Linked DNA regions of Delphinus delphis: regions 2 and 3 are each linked to region 1. A link is a contact called in public Hi-C data. All regions are on one chromosome and are shown on one strand. The core of a region is the stretch at or near the end of the contact, and the rest is flanking DNA. Distances in the headings are between cores, read along the strand shown. Region 1 holds the start of TMEM14A (transmembrane protein 14A). Region 2 holds the start of EFHC1 (EF-hand domain containing 1). Region 3 holds the start of FBXO9 (F-box protein 9).

The links. Hi-C and Micro-C count contacts between places; a contact is called where the count stands out from the background.
Region 2: a Hi-C map of muscle shows a contact between it and region 1, with 6 times the contacts expected there. The contact joins the promoter of EFHC1 here to the promoter of TMEM14A in region 1. A contact is called at or near these places in 3 of 3 Hi-C or Micro-C datasets (lung and muscle).
Region 3: a Hi-C map of lung shows a contact between it and region 1, with 4 times the contacts expected there. The contact joins the promoter of FBXO9 here to the promoter of TMEM14A in region 1. A contact is called at or near these places in 2 of 3 Hi-C or Micro-C datasets (lung and muscle).

Annotation. Positions count from the first base shown.
Region 1 is chr10:25,412,168-25,415,449 of mDelDel1.2, forward strand. It overlaps TMEM14A (transmembrane protein 14A), which reads right to left and starts at 1,529. Exons shown (of 5, transcript XM_060021668.1): 1 at 1,395-1,529.
Region 2 is chr10:25,639,419-25,642,700 of mDelDel1.2, forward strand. EFHC1 (EF-hand domain containing 1) reads right to left here and starts at 1,472. Exons shown (of 10, transcript XM_060021679.1): 1 at 1,288-1,472. The coding sequence starts at 1,350.
Region 3 is chr10:25,276,504-25,279,785 of mDelDel1.2, forward strand. It overlaps FBXO9 (F-box protein 9), which reads right to left and starts at 1,588. Exons shown (of 13, transcript XM_060021658.1): 1 at 1,399-1,588. The coding sequence starts at 1,401.

The DNA.
Region 1 (3,282 bases), core at 279-2,778:
GGAGCAGGGGGGATAAGCCTCTGGCTTGGACCACTAGGAAGAGGGGAGCCTTGATGCTGTTCCCTGAGACAGGGAACAATGGAACAGCAGCAGGTGTGTGGTGGGGGCAGGAGGGGGGTGCCCTGGAATGATGGAGCCCAACTTAAACATAATCAGTCTGAGATGCCCAACACACAGTCAGGAAGCACCCTTCCACAGAGATGTGAAGCTTATGAGAGAGATCACTCCTCATCAGGTAGTAATTGAGGGACCTAATTCTCTCCTTAAGTTAATCACCTGGGGTGGAAGGCTGGTTCTTCTCCCTCCTCCGAGTCCCCCAGTTCTTCCTCTGACCCTCTCTTGGGGCCCCATCCCTTCTACCTGGTGTAGACTTACTTCCCTTGAGCTGCTCTCTCCTCTGGGCCAGTCAAGCTCCTTGAGGACTAAGCTCAGGTTCAATTCATCTTGTCTTCCTCACAGCACCAAGCCCACTACCGAGCACTTAGGCAGGTGCTTAGTAAATGCCTGCTGAGTGAATGAGTAAGTGAACCAAAGGAATAACTTCTGCCTTAAGACATTACGTAACTGACCTACCCTCGGTATAGCTCTAGTGCCAGGAAAAAGCCCTTCCATCGCCTTAGTGAACTGAGTGTTGTTCTAAGGAGGCAAAATAAATCTATTCTCAATCCTTGTAAGAAGTTTCGTGCTTACAGCGAAAATTCAAACAAAAGGCAATCAGCTCTGGTGCTCCTTTTCCGTGGCAGGACCGTATGTCCTGCTCAGAATCACACAGGAAAGCCAGAGGCTGCGTTAACAAGGGCGGGTTGGGCGTGGGTACGAAGCATCACGTGTTCCCATCGCAAACGCTATGCCCAGCCCTTGGAAAGGCCAGAAAGCATCTTGGGTGCAATGCAGCAAAATGATTTACTGCACAACGCACAATACCAGATGAAGGGGCCCTGCCTTGCCCTTAGCCCTCCAAAATTTGGGGAAACCACTAACAGATTTCCCGTAAGCTATTATATAAAAAGCATTTTCACATGCTGAGTATCAATAATTACCTACCTTTGAACTCCTTGAGGCTCGAAAGACACATTTTCGAGTGAAGTCTGGATGGTGCTGGGAAGGTTTAAAACCCTGCCAAGCATTTCTAGATGGTCCAAGAGCCCCACCCTCTTCCCCATCTCTCCTTAGCTCTAGGAAGGTAGGAAGGAGAACAGGTGGGAGATTCAGGACCGCGGAAGGAAGAAACTCCAGCAATTCCCAGGAGGAGGAGAGAAGCGATTCCCCGGGAGAACAGACTCCACCCCCTGCAAAATCCTCCCAAGGTTCTCTGCGTCTTTAACTGCCTATTTCTGCACCGATGCATGAAAATTACGGGCAGGAAAGTCTCGATTGCGAGATGTACAGCTCACCTGCAGCCCCGAGCTGTCTCCGCGGCTGAAAAGAGCAAAGTCGGGAGCTAGGTGCGGGAAAACTTCGTACCTGGAGAAGGGAAGCTGACCCCGCCGCCTGCGCCTTCTACTCTGCGCGTTACCTCCCAGTACTGGGTGGGGCCGCTGATTCCGAGAGGCACCGCCCCCGCCTCCGCCCCTCGCGCGCGCATGCGCGGCACTCCTTCCACTGCAGCTCAGCCCTGTCCCGCCCACGCCCGCCGGGCGCCGTGGAGGTTAGTCGGCTCTACCACTTTCAGCGCCTGTACTGTAGCATCCCAGGCGGCGGCCACACCTGGTCACTCGCTCCGGACCCGGCCACTCGCTTCGGCGACCCGGCTTTTGGTCCTGGCCCTGATCCCGGGACTCGGGTCTGGTGCCTCCTGCCGGACGGACCTGGAGTGACATGCATTCGCAAGGAGTAGGCCTGGGTGTACCAGGGATTCCAGATGGCGAAAGATTTTTAACCGTTGAAGAAGTTCCTTCAATATTTAAGGGACGTTTGTGGGACCTCTCCAGCAACCCAGGCGTTTTACATACTCTCCACCAGATTGTCCCCATTTTCAGCGGAGGGAGGTAAGGTTCAGAGAGGCGAAGGGATTTCGTTGTCCACAGACTCAACTCCACAGGGTGCAAAGGCTAGAGCCCGAGTTTGTCTGGTTTCAAAGCCCGAGCACCCTTTATTACACCGCACCATCTACGAAGGCATCTAGATGTGGTGGGGAGACCAGGATCCCGGTTTCATACTTCAAGCCCAGGATTTGCTGGACTTAAGTACCTGAAGGGGAAAGGTACAGAGTGCCAGAATTGAAAGGCACTTTAAATCATCTTTCGTTCCAGAATAATACGTTCTCAGGGATGAACCTTAAATTGATCTGGAATCCTGCATCCTGGCTACAACTTCTCATCTCACTCCAGTTTTGCCTTCCAGGCCACTGACAGTAACTCCAACCCTCTTCCTTATATAATAGCTCTTCAGAGATTTGAAGAAGGCTGTCACCTAGGGCTTATCAAGCAGCTCTAGGGGTGCCGTGGGGCTGGGAATAATAGAATTTCTTAAAATTAAAAAAGAAAGAAATCTTAAGAATATATATCTTGTGAAATTTGCTGAATCTATTCTTTGTGTTTAAAAGTGCTTCAAGGAAGCAATGAGACTATCTAAGATGAGAAGTCTAAGGTGGGCATAAGGAAATAGGGTTCTGGGAGATTCACAGGAGAGTTGATGGCAGGTGCCAGAATGTGGATGGAGGAAGTGGTATCCTGAACTTTGGCTCCAGGTTCTCCCAGCTCTCCTTCTCATCCCCTTCTTTGCCCATCCTTACCTCAGGGCATGCTGGCACCTTTGCGGGTGCATGCTCTCACTCTGTCTCTCTCTCTCTCTCCCCCCCCCCTCCCCACAGACTCCCAGGACACTTTCCCTAACCTGAATAAAACCAAAAACCCTCTTGGGATGCCTCAGTGTCTTTAACTAATACGAGCCCCCCCCCCAAGTAAATAACTTCCCCCTGGACCCCAGTGCCTGGATGTATAAGATGCTGAGATCCCTTCCACCCCTGTCACTGAGGTCTTAGAGACTGAAAACAGCCTCATGGTATTCCTACTCAAGGCGTTTTCACCCAAATCGAAAAGAGCAAGGTGAACAACATGCGGGAACAGGAAGGTTCTTAGGCAAAAGGGCCACTGTCCTCTCAACTCACATGCCTCCAGCTGACACCTACTCTGTCTAATGGGAAGGTTAGACAGAGCACGAGACGAGAGTGCAGTAAAGCCTATTCACCTCCACCTCTTTGTAAAGCTGTCTGCTCATGATCCACAGCATATTCTTAACTTCCAATGTGCCATCAACCCTTGGGCAGTCTGGACAAATGTA
Region 2 (3,282 bases), core at 222-2,721, 230 kb after region 1:
AATGCAGGAATAACTATGAAGAAGAGATTCAGAATCCAAATTCCCTCACCAAACATTCAATTTCAATTCATTCTCCCAAAGAAAATAAATTGACTATGTATTTTATCTGACCTTCATGATCAGGGAGAGGAACTTATAGTTTAAATTATTAAACTATATAAATATAAATTATTATCGTTTCATCTCTGATAATCAGCCTATCGGCCTACTGAATCTTAATGTTGATATTCCAACATATATTTCAGTAACCCTGAAATTTCAGAATTAAATAATAATTTTGTCAAGGGCTAAACTATGTCAGAGAAAAAAAACACAAGCCTATTTTTTTTTCTCTTCAATTTTGTCTACAGGATGCAACTAAAAACACAAAGTAGGGGAAGAGTGAAACAAAATCTAAATAGGAATCTTTTATAAAAATGTTAAAGCGAAAAGAAAAGGGCTAGGAGAAGAAAAAACAGCAACGAATCAACAGTAGTGGAGGGAATTTATGTGGAATTATCTCCTACAAAGCACCTGAGGATGGTTTGGGAGGAAGACGGCCAAGTGCTGAAAGCCTATCTTTTGGAGAAAGAACAACTGGGAAAGAAGGTTAAACAGGAACAGGGTGAAGGTGGGACCAGACTGTAGAAAAGGGATGAGGTGTGGTAGACGCATAAGTAAGAAGGGAGGAGACTGCAATAAAGGACCTGGCAGAAAGAAGCCAATGGGTGGAAGTGGTAAATAAGACAGGAAATGCAGCTGGGAGCGGGGGCGCTTACTAGGTCTAGGATTCAGAAGAGGAAGAACGCGGGCGGGAACGATAGGCCTGGGGAGAGTGGGTGGGATGGGGCTGTGGAAATAAGGATGAAGGTGTAGAGAGGCTGAGTCGGGGAAAGGGCCCAGACTAGGAGGGAGGGTTTAAGGGTGGAGCTCATCAGAGAAGGGTATGGGGTGGGAGAATGAGCTAGGGAGAGGACCGAGGGAGAGCTCGGGAGCAAGGCGGGGAAATCAGTGATCTAGAGGAGGCAGAGGCTTGAGGAGAGCAGCAAGTAAGAACGCTGGGAGGCCAACGCACTGCCAGGGTGGAGTGGAAAAACTAGAGAGGGATGGGCGGAGGGCAAAATGGGACAGGGAGGGTGAGGCTGGGTGAGGGAGAAAAGAGAACAAGGTTGGGGCAGAGGGACGGGTTTGAAGGGAAAGAGGACAAACTCGAGCGGACGAGAAGGGAGACGCAATCTTTCGAGCAGCTGCAAGCCCTCCGAGGCCGCCCGGGGGTGGGGGCAGGGGGTTGGACAGAGAAGTCCTCACCGTGGAGTCCTTAAAGGACATGCCCGGGAGACAGGGCAGGCCATGCACTGGGTTGGACATCATCGCAGCCGCTCTCGCCGCGGCCACCTCGGTCGGGTTTGGTCCTCCCGCCTTGCCGGGGGGACCAGCGGCTCCTTGGTAACGCCAAACATTCCCAGCGCTCGCGGCAGAGTGCCCGGGCCTGAGGCGCAGGCGTGCTGGGTCTGCGCGTGCGCAGCCCGCGGGACTGGGCGCTCTCGCGGGAGTGTGGACTCGGCGAGCTGGCCCCGCCCCTCCCCTCTCGGGACACAGCAAAGTGAGAGCGGGTGGGAGGGGCGGGAGGAGGCTGTTGTGATGACGGGATGGTTCTCGCCTTGAGGTCCGGGGTCGGGGCGGGCCCTTAGATCAGTTAGAGGGGAAGGGGCGGTCCTTCCTTCGCTCCAACGCAGTCCTCACCGCGCTCCGCCCGCTCTCTCTTCTCCCACCTGTGGGAAAAGGGCTCTTGTCCCAGTTCACACTGAAGTGTCAGTGGTTGGTTCCGGTTGAAAGTGTTACCTTTCTCGGACCCGTGCTTCCCTGGGGCCAGGGGTTGCGGATTATTCGTGGTTATAACTCTGTTGCTCAAGGATGTTCAATGAACAAATGCAACCATCTGGTCCCTAATCCTCCCACTACAGCATTCTGTTTTTTTCCACTTTACCTTTCTTTATTCTACTGTCAATCCCTGCACTTCTGCACCCTCCCAGTTGTTGGCCGGGCCTTTGGGTCTTACACATTCACCGCAGGACACTCAATATTTGTTGACTGAAGAGCTACAGGGCGCTCGTGTCAATTCTCCACGTCTCTAGTATCTACCTACTTGCAGCTGTAATGAAAAGATCAGAACCAAGAGGGGAAACGCATCTCCTTCAAAGAGAAAACTAAGTCATAAGAAAAAAGCAAATAAGTGTGGCGACATATTATCAAAATCATAGGTACTCTTTTTACAAAACTTGTTTAAATTACTATCCCTGAAAAGAAATGTAATCCTATTCCTGAAACATTTTCAGGAAAGAAAAAACAAGCTATCCAGCAGCACTGAGGAGCTTAAAAAGAAAAAAAGCAAACAAAACCCAGCTGCCCAGACATTGGATTCATCGGGTCTGAAATGAGTCTCAGGCATCTGATTTTTATAACAGCTGTTTCTGATAATGAGCCAGTTTAGGAACACGATAAAGTAACAGACCTCAATCAGAAGGCATCCGCGTCATGGGGTAGTTTACTGCCAATACAGACACAGCAGCTTTAGTTTTACTGCTTCTTGTCCAAGCAAATCCCCCTGTTGGGTTTCACTAATAGGTGTAAACCTCATGGGGCCCAGGACATCAATCCACTAGTGGTAACTGAAGCAGTTATTGGTGGCTGTCTCCACACCCTGCCCAAAGAATTTCTTTCCTTTTTTTTTAATTAATTAATTTTATTTTTGGCTGCATTGGGGCTTCGTTGCTGCACGCAGGCTTTCTCTAGCTGCGGCGAGCAGGGGCTACTCTTCATTGTGGTGCGTGGGCTTATTGTGGTGGCTTCTCTTGCTGCGGAGCATGGGGCTCTAGGCACGCGGGCTTCAGTAGTTGTGGCACGTGGGCTCAGTAGTCGTGGCCTGCGGGCTCTAGAGCCCAGGCTCAGCAGTTGTGGCCCATGGGCTTAGCTGCTCTGCGGCATGTGAGATCTTCCCAGAACCAGGGCTCGAACCCGTGTCCCCTGCATTGGCAGGCGGATTCTTAACCACCACGCCACCGGGGAAGCCCCGAGTTTCTTTTCTAATAACACTTCCTCTCCCCAACTACTTCTAGTTCCCATTTTTGTCCCCTCTCTTTCTCACCTTTACAATTTTTTTTAATTTCTACTGGTGTAGTACCTTAATGTAGGTGTTTAAAACATTTTTTTTAAAAAATCAATGCATTGTTGAAGATACTGAAGACTTTTTTTTTTTTTTGCGGTACGCGGGCCTCTCACTGTTGTGGCCTCTCCCGTTGCGGA
Region 3 (3,282 bases), core at 338-2,837, 140 kb before region 1:
GTGCTGGTATCACAGCACTTAAGACTTGTATTGAGATTTCGTCTCTTTCGCTAGAAATCAGTGCATTGGCATCAAGATCTGAGGTCTGGCACTATGCCAGGCTGATAATAAGTGCTCCAAAAAATGAATTAACAAATAAAATGCCATGAGGATATATAATGCGTATCTCAAGGATGAGGTAAGGAGACAGGAAGCCTATAATACAGACAGCATCTTCTCCCCTGGGCTGTGTTAATAGAGCTCTCATCCACTAAGACTTCGATTTTGACAGTATGGTGACAATAACAAGAACCATCAAATTTGGGGTTTTACCATATGCTCTTCAACTCAAATACCACTTGAAATAAGTAGGTCTTTGGCTGTCATCCAGAAATTTTCCCTTTGTTTTTCATAACTGAGTTGGACCTAACATCACCTTTCACTAGAGTAGCTCATGTGTTCATCCTTTTACTGTTTTACACATGGGACTAATGAAATACAGAAAGTTAAGTGCTTAATCCTGGTCAGAGAACTATTTCTGAAAGTTTAAAAGCATAGTCAATTAGTGTTTTTCTATTCACCAAATTGACTTCATAAAATAAGTTCATTCAACCATTCGTGTATTAAATAAACACTTGGGTGTCTACTATAAGCTAATGAGTTTGGGATCATTTCACTCTTGAATCACTCAACTTTAGCCAGAGATTAGTTTCTCGGAACGACAATTTATTTGAAGCCAAAGCAAAGCAGCATGGGGCAGAGACTACATAGGCCAACACGCAATAGCCCCATGGAATCTGCTTTGTCAATTTCTGGAGCTTTGCTCAGTTCCTCCATTTGGACCGCACTGACGCTGCTTGGGCCCTCACTGCTGTGAAATGAGACAAAATCCCTCCAACCCCAAGCCACCAGGACCGCCAGCCAAAACCCTGCCCCAGGAACTGCCGCGTCCTGGGGCGAGCGTCTCCTAAACCCAGGACTCCTTAAGGGGTCAGAACGGCGGCTCCACGGGCAGGCTTTTTGTTTTGGAGGGGCGGGGGGCGGCGATCAACAAGTGTCTCCACTTGCCAAGGCTCCCTCCCGTTTTCAGATGTTGCGACGGCTCACCTCAATCTACGCTCGCTTTTATTAAAGGGACGAGATCGGTTCAATGCCCTCAGCAGGCCGAGAGGCGTTATTCTCGGCCGTCCAGCAAACCCGCTCTGCTCACCTGGAGACCCAGCTAGGGGGCTCGGCAGGAAGGAACCCCGGGGAGCGGGCAGGACTAACACTGTCCGCCACCCTCAGGCCAGGGCCCCAGTATGGTGGTAGCCGTGCAGCCCCCAACCCTCGCAGGTTCACCCTCTCCACGTCCCCCGGGGCTCCCCGCAGGCCCGGGCCGTCCCGCCCGCCGCCCGCCCGAGCTCCTCGGCGCTTTACCATGCTGGCGGGCCAGCCGGCCGCGGCCGAGGGGCTCTCGGCGCCCCTCGGCACCGCCCCCGCGAGGAGGTGCCCCGGGAGTCCGGTGTCTACTCCTGCCGTCTGCTGCAACGGGACTTAGCAGAGTTCTCGGTCGGAGAAGCGCACCAGGCATCGGCAGTAACTGCGGGCCCGGCGTACGGCAGCCATTTTCGCAGGGCAGAGGGCCAGATCGCGGCGCGCTGGGGCGGCGGCCGGGGACTCGCGGAGCGCAGGGACGCCTGGGGCCCGCCGAAGCCGAGGACTGTGCGCGCACCGGAGCCTCGACCCTGCTGGAGACCCCGGACGCCGCAGCGTAGATGCACCCCTGCCGCGGAAACCTGCGCCGGCGCAGCGAGCATGCGCAGTGCTGACCCGCCGCCGCCCGCGTGGGCTGCTCTGCTCCGCTGCCCGCGCACTTCCCTGTGGAGGGCTAGGGACGTGCGCTTTCTGTGTGCGCGAGGGACAGCCCGGGTGAGGTCAGCCCGGGGTGCCGAAGGCCAAACTCAGCCTAGTATTCGGCTCAGTGAACTTACGCAAACTTGAACAGGACTTAACTCAAATTTAGAGTTGAGACCCTAAGGCAAGCGGCCCGAAGGCATCGAATTGGGTGCCCGGGACGGTCACTACACCATCCTCGGCGACTGTGGTTAGAGTCCCACTCCGGGATTGCAGGGAGACAGTTAAATTCCACTATCGTCACAGGCTGTTATAACGACTAAACTTTTTAAAGACACGGTCCTGGAGGTTGAGAAAAGAGGCGCTCAGGAGAGTAGCGGCAGGAGAGAAAACAGCCCCCCCCCCCAACGCCCGTCTCACTACAGATCCCATCATGCAACGCGGGAGGACGTTGCGGCTCTACGGCTCCGAACCCCGAGTCCTGCGGAGACGGATTCCGCAGCGCCCTGGGATTTGTGGTCCGCCGTTCCGCGTAGAGCACCAGCCCTCACTTGCCGTCCGGACCCCACTTCTTACAGCCCAAACACCTGATTTCATTTCCGCAGAAGGCACTCTTGTTTGTCAGGCAGTGTATTATTTTCCCACACTTTACATTGTTTTAAATACTGAATTTTGCATGCTCTCTACTCTGTGTAAACCTAGTCTTGGGGCTTCTTACCTTCATTCAGCAAACATTTATGTAGTTTCTAAAGTTTCTACTAGGTGTGGGGTACTAATAGTCATCAGGTTTCCAAGATCCTACTCGTGGTTCTCACGAGTTCACAATAGTTTAAATCTCTTATCCATTATTTTCTTTTATTGTGTTTATTTAGATCTTAGTAATGCAGTACATTCTTCTTCAGAAAATAGAGGCGAAAAAAAATGGGAGGGGTGCAGAATGGTGAGCTACAATAAGGAAGCCCCAACTGCTGTCTTGTAATATTAGAATCCACCCTTCCGATGGGTTTTTCATTTGCATCCTAAGTCAGCTACCTATAAAAAGTACATTCTTGTTTAACGGGGACTAAAAATTTACTAGTTTTCAGTTTTTAAAAGAGACTAGGGCTTAGGTCTGTTAAGGATGATTTTCCTCCCAATGACCTCTTTTAAATTGTATTTTGAAATTTAAATCGGGAGAAAGATTAGATGTATGGATTTATAATAGAAGAAAATGTTATATGTGACTAATGAATACAAAAGATCAGTTTTGCAAATGAGGAATAGGGTATTGAAATATTTTCAGAACGAGTCTATTTCATTAAACTTGTTGAATGCTTAGTTAGCACAGATGATTTCTATTATTCTAGTAAATAAAAAAGTTTAATAAAATAATATGTATTTTTATCAATAAATTGAGCACCTATTTTATTAAAACGCTGTTATGTTTCATAGCTACTAATTTTCAATTTTAGGTCAGTATCCACTGTA